Regions from separate parts of the Sus scrofa genome. Here all the other regions are linked to region 2. Evidence: chromatin contacts called from public HiChIP or PLAC-seq and promoter capture Hi-C data. All regions are on one chromosome and are shown on one strand. Each heading gives the region's core, a stretch centred on a gene start, on an enhancer-like site or on the middle of the called end of the contact. The rest is flanking DNA. Distances are from core to core; before and after follow the strand shown. Region 1 holds the start of ADH5 (alcohol dehydrogenase 5 (class III), chi polypeptide). Region 2 holds the start of EIF4E (eukaryotic translation initiation factor 4E). Region 3 holds the start of TSPAN5 (tetraspanin-5).

Region 1 (2,948 bases), core at 36-2,535, 140 kb before region 2:
CTTAAAACACATCAAATGCACCCATGTTCCAGAGACTTTTCACTGCCTCCTTCTCCTCCTGGCAAAGTTCTCTCCTCATGTCCTATGGATTTCCCACCAAAACTCCTACTCACCCTTCAGCAGCAACAGCTGGAACAGGAGCCTGGTGTAAAACAAAGAATGCTGCCCACCATGCAGGTCTACAGAGACTGAGTCATTAGCCCCCCCAGTTGCAGACCTACGACACACCCTGAAAGGAAATCCAGGGGAAGATCAGGGAAGAGGCACTCCATGCTCTGGGAAAACAGGCCCTTAGAAAATTAGAAGTAGGAGTTCCCGTCCTGGTTCAGTGGTTAACGAATCTGACTAGGAACCATGAGGTTGCAGGTTCTATCCCTTACCTCGTTCAGTGGGTCAAGGATCCCGCCTTGCAGTGAGCTGTGGTGTAGGTCTCAGACCGACTGGGATCCTGCGTTGCTGTGGCTGTGGCGTAGGCCAGCGGCTCCAGCTCCAATTCAACCCTTAGCCTGGGAACCTCCATGTACCTCGGGTGCGGCCTTAGAAAAAGAAAAAAAAAAAGAAAATTAGAACTATTTCAAGACAAACTTTTTTAAAAACCTGGATTCTCCCATCTTCCCATACTTATCTAGGAGATGTAAGCTTGATTATAAGAACCTGCTCAGCCCAGTGTATATATGATTTTTCATATATACACTGGCCTCTTCCCCGCCTCTCCGACCAGTTCCTCAGAACTACCTGAGGGGCTGTCTCCAGGTCCACAGTCCTCGGTCAGACATGGGGTAAACAACTCACAGGTTTTTTCCACTGTGAGTTTTTTTCAAGGTGACATTGGGAAATTTCCCAAAGGAGCCCGCTTTGTGTCCCCTTATCCCTCCTCACAGCTCATCTGACGGAGGCTGCTGTGAGGAGCGCTATCTTCCTCATCTGGCGCGCTCGAGACTTGTGCGCCAGGTGTGTAGGACTGGGAAGGTGGTGCAGTCCTCTCATGGCTTCTCATGGGCTCCCAGTGAAATTCCTGGTTTCTCACCTTGTCTATCTCTCCTTCGTAAGCTTTCTCTGCGCTGTCTGGGCTACAGTTACACAGGGAAACTCTCTCCCGACAAACATTACGCAGCAAGCCTGTCATGCCAGTCAAACAGCGGGAACCCCCACTCAGCCTCCTCGGAACCCCTCCTACTTCCCGCGAGACCCCCGCCTCCTACTACAGCTCTAGCTCCGCCCACACTAGGCCACGCCCCTCACGTCCCAGGCCCGCCCCTTCACGTCCCCCGAAAACCTCTGCTCCGCACTCGCCCCGGCGCCGGCGGAGGTAGAAGAGCGCCACGCGCACGCTCCGCCCACATCGCCGACCCTCCCCGGGCCCTGCCGGATGTCCGCTTCTCGCTGCTCGCAGTCGGAGGACATGGCGAACCAGGTATCGCCTGCGGCTCCGCGGCTGGAGAAAGAGGGAGGGAAAGCATGGGGCAGAACCCGGCCGCCCGCTTCGGGGCGGCGCGGAGTTGGGCCAGACTGTAGAAGCTGAATCAGGGGCTCCGGCGAGCAGCTCTGCGGGAAGGAAGGGAGGGCGGGCGCTTTTTGTTCCTTACTTGAGAGGGTTTTGCCCTTTTTGGCGCAGCCGAAGCGGGGTGGGGGTGGAGAGGACGGGGGGGGGGGAGTCGATCCGTGTCCTGCAGGCCGTTTGGGAGCCTCTATGCTTTGCGTTCACAAAAATAAGTAACTAGCTCAAGGTCATACTTTTAGGTGGCACAGCTGCAGCCAGAGCCCATGCTCCTAACCCTGTGGTAGGTTGCGTGCTTTTCATGATAGTAGTTCATAATTGAGCTATTATTGTGGCACCAAGGAATGCATTTCGGGCCCTTTCAGTAACGCTGTGGAGCAGTTGGTCACCAGAGGGCCTTATACATACCCTCCTTTAATTTAATCCTCGTGTAGCACCTATGCACGATAGTATCCCATTATACAGACCAAGAGCTGAGCCTTAGAAGTTGGTCATGCCCAGTGGTCACACTAAGGACCACCAGGCTTCCGAACCCTGTGCACAAACTATTACAGGTTCTAGAAGTACACATAAGACAATAGGAAAGGCAGAAACATACAAACAACGTGATTAGTCGGTCTAAAGTGTCTGATTGTTTTATTGCTTGCAAACCAGGAATTTTCTAGAAAGATTTGGACTTGAATACAAATGGTAAATTCTGAGTGATTTTTCGGACCTAACAAACTGGCAGTTTATTTTCGTTATTACCAAGTGTCTTTAGAACATGTGAGAAATTATAATTCCTATGATAGTTCAAATATTGAAGTAGGGCAAGTTGCCTTTGGATTTAGAGTGGGGCTTCGTTTTGCTTAGAATTGTCTTAAAGGGAGTTCCTGGTGGTCTAGTGGTTAGGACTCAGTGCTTTCACTGCTGCAGCTGGGGTTCAGTTCCTTATCTGGGAACATATCCCATGTCAAGCCAAGCATCCAAAAAAGGGGGAGTGAGCTCCGAAAAAAACAAAAAGTCACATTGAAGGGAAAAGGTTAAACTCCTTTCAGATATATGTTGAAAGGGCAGAGGAGGGACATAAAACTTAGATTACGGATGACCTATTTAGTCTTGTTGCTTCACCTGTCTAGATTATGTGACTTCATTGTTTGTATTCTGAATTTTACCTTTGGGGTTTTGTTTGAGGTTTCTGGCACATGTTTTGCATTCTGTAGCACTTTGCGTCTCTCTAAATCACACTTTTTGTAATTACAGACTTTCACGTCTGTCTCCTGTAAACCAGTGCAACCTTTATCCTGTCACCATATTTCATAAGCATTATATGAACAAATCAAAACCTTTGTCATGGAGTTCCCGTCGTGGCGCAGTGGTTAACGAATCCGACTAGGAACCATGAGGTTGCGGGTTCGGTCCCTGCCCTTGCTCAGTGGGTTAACGATCCGGCGTTGCCGTGAGCTGTGGT
Region 2 (2,726 bases), core at 52-2,551:
ACTGTCTTCAGAAATGACAGCACAAGCAAAAAAAAGAAAAAAAGAAAGAAATGACAGCACAGTATCTTAGCGGGGAAGAAAACGTCGGATGTCACTCTGGGGATAAACCTCTAATTGCCAGTGATTATAACAATATTTTCCTAAACATTAAAGCCTCTATGGAGGGTAGCTAGTTATAAAAACATTGTCTCGAAACTTTTAAAATTGCATTGGTGTACATGATAATGTAACAACATAAGCAAAAGAAAAATTTAAAACATTGTTTAAAGAACAGTAAGGGAAGCAGCTGATCCTTACGAAGGCACGAGGTTGCTTATTATGAAGCATTTATAGAGTCTGATGCATTTTCAAAGCTGGTTACAATCATTACCACAGCATACCCTTGTGAGGTAAGTGTATTACCATCTGTGGTTCATAAATGAAAAAGCTGAGGCACTGAATGATTAAGTCACTTGCCTAAGGAGAATGAGTCAACGTCAAGAGTCATAGTTGACCCAGCCTAACGACTCCTGACGGTCAGTCCAGGGCTTAGTCAGCGGGGGCCGGAGTGGCTTCCCTGGCTGGCACCTGGACTTGGGCTATTTCCCTTCACGTCGAAGCAGAACAGTGCAATCGAGAGGACAGAACTTCAGATAATTTTTACTTCCACGCAAGATTTAGCCCTGAGATTTTAATCTCAGGAGTTGGAACACGAAAAGCTGTCGGGTGCACTCCCCCTCCCCCGAACTGTGGCAAGTGGTTACTGTGGGCGGTTCCGCCACTCCCTTTCGCAGTGATGGCAATGAGTGACCACCAGCGTTAGCGGAGCCGGGGGACGGGGGAGGGTTGATTGCTTAACGATTTTCCCTCGCCGCCTCTTTTTGGAACTAAGAGAAAATGGTGGGAAGTCAAAAGAAAATTAAATAAACACACAGGCAACTTGTCCTAGGACCTCAACTAAGCAAATGAAGCCTTATTGTGCGTGTTGAGCCTACAGTTCCCAACCTTCCGAGGAAGATGGGAGGACAGGGCGACAAAGGGCACAGGAGGCATGCCTGGCAGTGAGTGCGACAGCAACTACCCAGGCGGAAGAGCAGAGGACTGAAAGCCACCCTCCAGCACGCGAGTGTCCGCTGCGCCGAGAACCGCGCACGGTACCCACCGGCCACGTGACCAGTCTTTTTTTTTTTTTTTTTTTTAAACTTCCTAGCCTAAAAAAAAGAGACAGGGAGAGCGAGCCACCGAGAGAGCGACTCCACTTCCCAGAAGCCTCTTGTTAAACACGCAGCTGCAGTCTTGCGCAGGCGCCGCCAGGGCCAAACGGACACGTCCGTCACGTGAACAGTAGCCGGCCAATCCGGTTTGAATCTCATTTTTTTCCTCTCACCCCCTCCCTTCAGGAGCGGTTGTGCGATCAGATCGATCTAAGATGGCGACTGTGGAACCGGTGAGTATTGCCTTTGGCCCCCACCCCCACCGGTCCCCGCGCTCCGTCTCCTTTCGGACTGAAGGATCCCGCGGGACGGCGTTCCCAGCGCGCACGCTACCCCTTGCCGCCCCCTCCCCCTCTTCTTTGGCCTGACCTCCCTGCGGACAATTGGGGGCGCCCCGGAGGCTGGCCGCCACGGCGTGTAGAGCACACGTTCTGGTGGGGGCCCGCGAGCTAGGGGAGAGATGTGGGGGAGGGGCGGCGCGGCTCCCCCTGTGGAGCCGCAAGGTGTCTATAAGGGTGGTGCGTGATCCGGCCTCTGGGCGAGGTGTGTGGGAATCGTGCCTTTGCGATGGGAAGGCGCGGGCCCGGCTCCGAACGAGCGCCAGGATTCGCAGGGACGGTGGGCGGCGAGCCGGCCTGGAATGAGATGGAGGAGGGAGCCTCGGAGCAGCCTTTCCCTCTCTCCCTCCCGAGCTCTGGCTCAGGGGCTTGGGTTCCGGGCGCGCGCCGGGATTTCTTAGACCGGTGGGCCAGGGAGCCGGTGAGCGCGCGGTGCCACGGGGTGGGTTGGGCGGGAGTGGTGCCGCGGCACGCGCGGAGAAGGTTCTTCCTCGCCGAGGGGAGCCGAGAGGGGCGAGCGCATGTTACTCCAGCATGTCCGAGAGTTGTCGGGGTTGGCGACCCGGGAGGCGAGAAAGGTTTCGGGGTGGGGAGGAGAACCCTTGGTGGCGCGGTAAAGCTCTGAGAGTAGGGTGAAGGGTGCTGGTGGTTGGAAGGGGGATCACATTGTCCTCGCCCCTCCATGCTTGAGCCTGGGCTGTCATGGAGGAGGGAAGGGGGAGGAGCGAGGCCTGCTGATAGCTGCTGGGGCTGGTCGGCTTGCCGGCCGGACCTGCGGCATTTCACACGCGCCTGTCTTCCATTCATTCATCCTTTCCGCGCTGTGCGCACGCCTCAGAGAGTGCGAATGGGTGTAGATCCATCTGTTCTTCCGCGGCTTTATCCTCTGGAAGAGTTCTCAGACACTGTTTAACTTAACTTTTAAAGTTAGGTTTCTGTTTGATTTTTTTTCTTTATCCGTTCTCCTGGCTTTCTTCCCAGTTCAGGCACCATCTTAAACTTATTTTAAGCAGGCTGATCCCAGAGCACAAAGTTGATAGTTACCGCCCAAAGGAGAGAGTATGTTTGTCATAGTTTGGGTTTGCCGGCACTGACTCACGGAAACTTCTAGGCCTGTGTTGCCGTTTTAGGAATGTCACATACAAGTGATTCTGTTTTAGAGGTGTGTAGCCAGAAAACGTTTGATACTCTGGAA
Region 3 (2,721 bases), core at 210-2,709, 250 kb after region 2:
GGTTTATTGCAAGAAAAAGTAACTTCTTGCTCCTCCATGTAGGTTGTCCATTAGCTAGCTCTAGTTTTTTTGTTTGTTTGTTTGTTTTTTTTTTGAGAAAAGTGAGAGGTAGTTAACTAGGAAAACCCTATGCCAAAAGTTCTCCCACGCCCTTAAGTATCACCACGGGTGCTTAGCAAACGTGCAGATTTCTGTGCCCAGTACCAGGTCACACAGGGTGGTGCTGGAAGTTTTTCCTAATCTCACCTCTTTCTAGCTTTCCCAAGACGTTTACACACAGTTGTGAACAGTTCTTCACTCTTTTTTTTTTTTTTTTTTTTCCCATGAAAGACTGGTCCCCACTTGCCAGCATCTATGAAGATGCTCCAGGAGGAAGGCGGACACGCAGCTGACGGGCGCACCTTCTCAGGTAGGCCTCCGACACAACTTGCAGGCAGGTTCTCTCCTTCCGCAGAGCTCAATGCGGAATCGTTTATGATCTACAGACCCAACTCGGAGTCCCCAGAGGACTGCCCTGGAACTCCTGGATTCCTTCTTAGAATTAGGACCAGTCAATTTCCTTCGGTTCCATTCCACCGGGGGGGGGGGGGGCTTGGCAGGCCGGGTTTGTGTTGCTGGGGACAGGTTCTGGAGCGAGGAGGATCGAATCCCGGGAAAGGCTTCCTTGGGACCATCTCTCCAACCTCGTCCCCGTTCTAGGACAAGCCTTTTCCTCTCGCAGGTGGGGAGGCTGGGTTGGAGCCACAGTGGGATTCGGGGGGGGGGGCTTTTCTATGCAACCTCGCGATTCGCTGCCCGCATTTCCCGCCTCTTTTCTTCCCCTTCCCTAACACCTTCTCCTCCCCTTTGCTCCTAGCAAAGTCTACGACCCCTCTCCTCTCCGGCTCGCGGCCCGGCGTCTTCTGTAACAAACCCGGGTTAAAGCAGGGGGTGTGAGTGTGGCTACAGCCAGAAGAAGGTTCGTCCGGGCGGCGGCGGGGGTGGTGGGTGGATTGTCACTCTGGATGCCTCCTCACCGGGCCCTCTCGCCCCGAGACGACCCTCTCCCCGACGTCCCTCCAGAAGCTGAGTGCGGCTGCCGGTGACAGAGGGGGGGCCCGCTGCCCATCAATCCCAGTCCCTCCTCCAGGCTGCTCTCAATGGGCGTGCTTGCCGGGCACCCCTCCTTCTCCCTTCCGCCTGCCATCCTACCCACCTACTCGGCCGCGGTGCTCTGGGGTCGGCTGCGCTCCGGCCTGGAGGGAGAAGGGGCGGGGAGTAACGGAGCAGGCGGAGCAGAGAGGACTGGAAAGAGGGGGCGGCGAGGCTACGTGGTGCCGCGCCGCCCGAGAGCGCCCGAGCCCTTGCGCGCGCGCACCTCGCTGATGCTCGGGCGGCAGGCGGCGGGCGGAGCTGCGGGCGGCGCGGGCGGTGGAGCCGCCGGCTGAGCGGGCGGAGCGAACGGCGGGCGGAGCGAGGGGTGGGAGGGAGCGCGCGAGCGGACAGGCGGGCTAGTAGCGTCTCCACCAGCATCTGCCGCGGCCGCATTTGCCCGAAGCCCGGAGACGGACCGACGGACAGATCGTTTGGCGGACGGGCTTGGGCGCTCTCCTTGTGCTCGGGGCCACCTTCAGCGAAGCTAGGGGTTTGCAGCGCGCGCTTCCCCGCCCGCTCGCAGCCACTCCGGCTCCGGCGGCCTCGGCGCGCGAGGGACTGGAGGTGCGGGAGCCGCTCTCCGCCGGTGGGTCCCTGCGCTGCTCAGCCCGGGCCGCCGCGCCGCGGCAGCGAGCGGCCTCTCTGAGCCCCCCGCTCCCCTCCGGCCCGCTCTGAGCAACGGTGCTCCGGGGCTCCAAACTCGGGCTGCCGGGGCAAGTGTCTTCATGAACCCAGAGGATGTCCGGGAAGCATTACAAGGGTCCTGAAGTCAGTTGTTGCATCAAATATTTCATATTTGGCTTCAATGTCATATTTTGGGTAAGTTAGAGCGCTTCTGGGATTTCAACTATTGTGGCCGATCGATTCGCGACGGTTTCCCCCACGTTGCTCTCTGCCTTTACTTTTCGCAGCCCCTTGGGCGCTTGCTGGAGCACGGAGAGGCTTTTGCCTTCCGCCTTTCAGCCTGCGCGTCGGAGAGATAAACATTTAATCCTTTCTAGGAATGGGAAGAGGTAAAAAGAGAACCCGAGCTGGAAAGGGGGCACCCAGGCCTTGGGGTGGCTGTTTGAGGGACGAATAGCATGGATGCATATGAAAGAAAGGACTCGGCAGTTTGAGAAATGAGCAACCACTCGAATGAAATTTCCTCCCGGCGGGATATGGATGTTGGGCAGAGCGTGGTGTCATAACAGGGAAGGCTAATCGGGCAGAGCCGACCCTGAGGTCCACCTTCTAACACGGATCTGATTGGACGAGGGCTTGGCTCCGTGTTGCCGCGGCTGGTCTGTGCCATGCTCAGCGTGTATCTTCTTGCACCATCTCCGGCTTTGTGTAGGATGCAGATGCGGTGGTATATGGTTCTGTAATGTGCACGTAAATAACGCTTCCTGCACGTTTTTCCCCTTCATCTGGAAAGAGCTCTTTGGCATCATGGACTGACGAGGGGCGCGTGGGGTGGAGGGATTTTCTTTCTCTGTATTATTGTCAGGATAATAACAAGTCACCATCAACATATGTCTCAGTGTGTTCGTGTCTCACGTCCTCCTTTTCTGAGGAGCGACGTAGAGCGGGCTGTTTTGGGGAAAC

Evidence for each region. Promoter capture Hi-C pulls out the DNA fragments that hold promoters and counts their contacts. HiChIP or PLAC-seq counts read pairs in DNA pulled down with a chosen protein or histone mark.
Region 1: a contact with region 2 is called in an H3K27ac HiChIP or PLAC-seq map of alveolar macrophages. The contact joins the promoter of ADH5 here to the promoter of EIF4E in region 2. A contact is called at or near these places in 1 of 5 promoter capture datasets (liver), 1 of 47 Hi-C or Micro-C datasets (heart right ventricle) and 1 of 2 datasets of contacts at active chromatin or transcription factors (alveolar macrophages).
Region 3: a contact with region 2 is called in a promoter capture Hi-C map of liver, with 9 times the contacts expected there. The contact joins the promoter of TSPAN5 here to the promoter of EIF4E in region 2. A contact is called at or near these places in 2 of 5 promoter capture datasets (fetal liver and liver), 4 of 47 Hi-C or Micro-C datasets (alveolar macrophages, fetal heart ventricle and skeletal muscle) and 1 of 2 datasets of contacts at active chromatin or transcription factors (skeletal muscle).

What each region holds. Positions count from the first base shown.
Region 1 is chr8:121,265,509-121,268,456 of Sscrofa11.1, forward strand. It overlaps ADH5 (alcohol dehydrogenase 5 (class III), chi polypeptide), which reads left to right and starts at 1,286. Exons shown (of 9, transcript NM_001244833.1): 1 at 1,286-1,414. The coding sequence starts at 1,370. C8H4orf17 reads right to left here and starts at 1,190. Exons shown (of 17, transcript XM_021101734.1): 1 at 1,028-1,190; 2 at 381-536.
Region 2 is chr8:121,408,332-121,411,057 of Sscrofa11.1, forward strand. EIF4E (eukaryotic translation initiation factor 4E) reads left to right here and starts at 1,302. Exons shown (of 7, transcript XM_003129314.5): 1 at 1,302-1,426. The coding sequence starts at 1,409.
Region 3 is chr8:121,655,861-121,658,581 of Sscrofa11.1, forward strand. TSPAN5 (tetraspanin-5) reads left to right here and starts at 1,460. Exons shown (of 8, transcript XM_003357070.4): 1 at 1,460-1,953. The coding sequence starts at 1,873.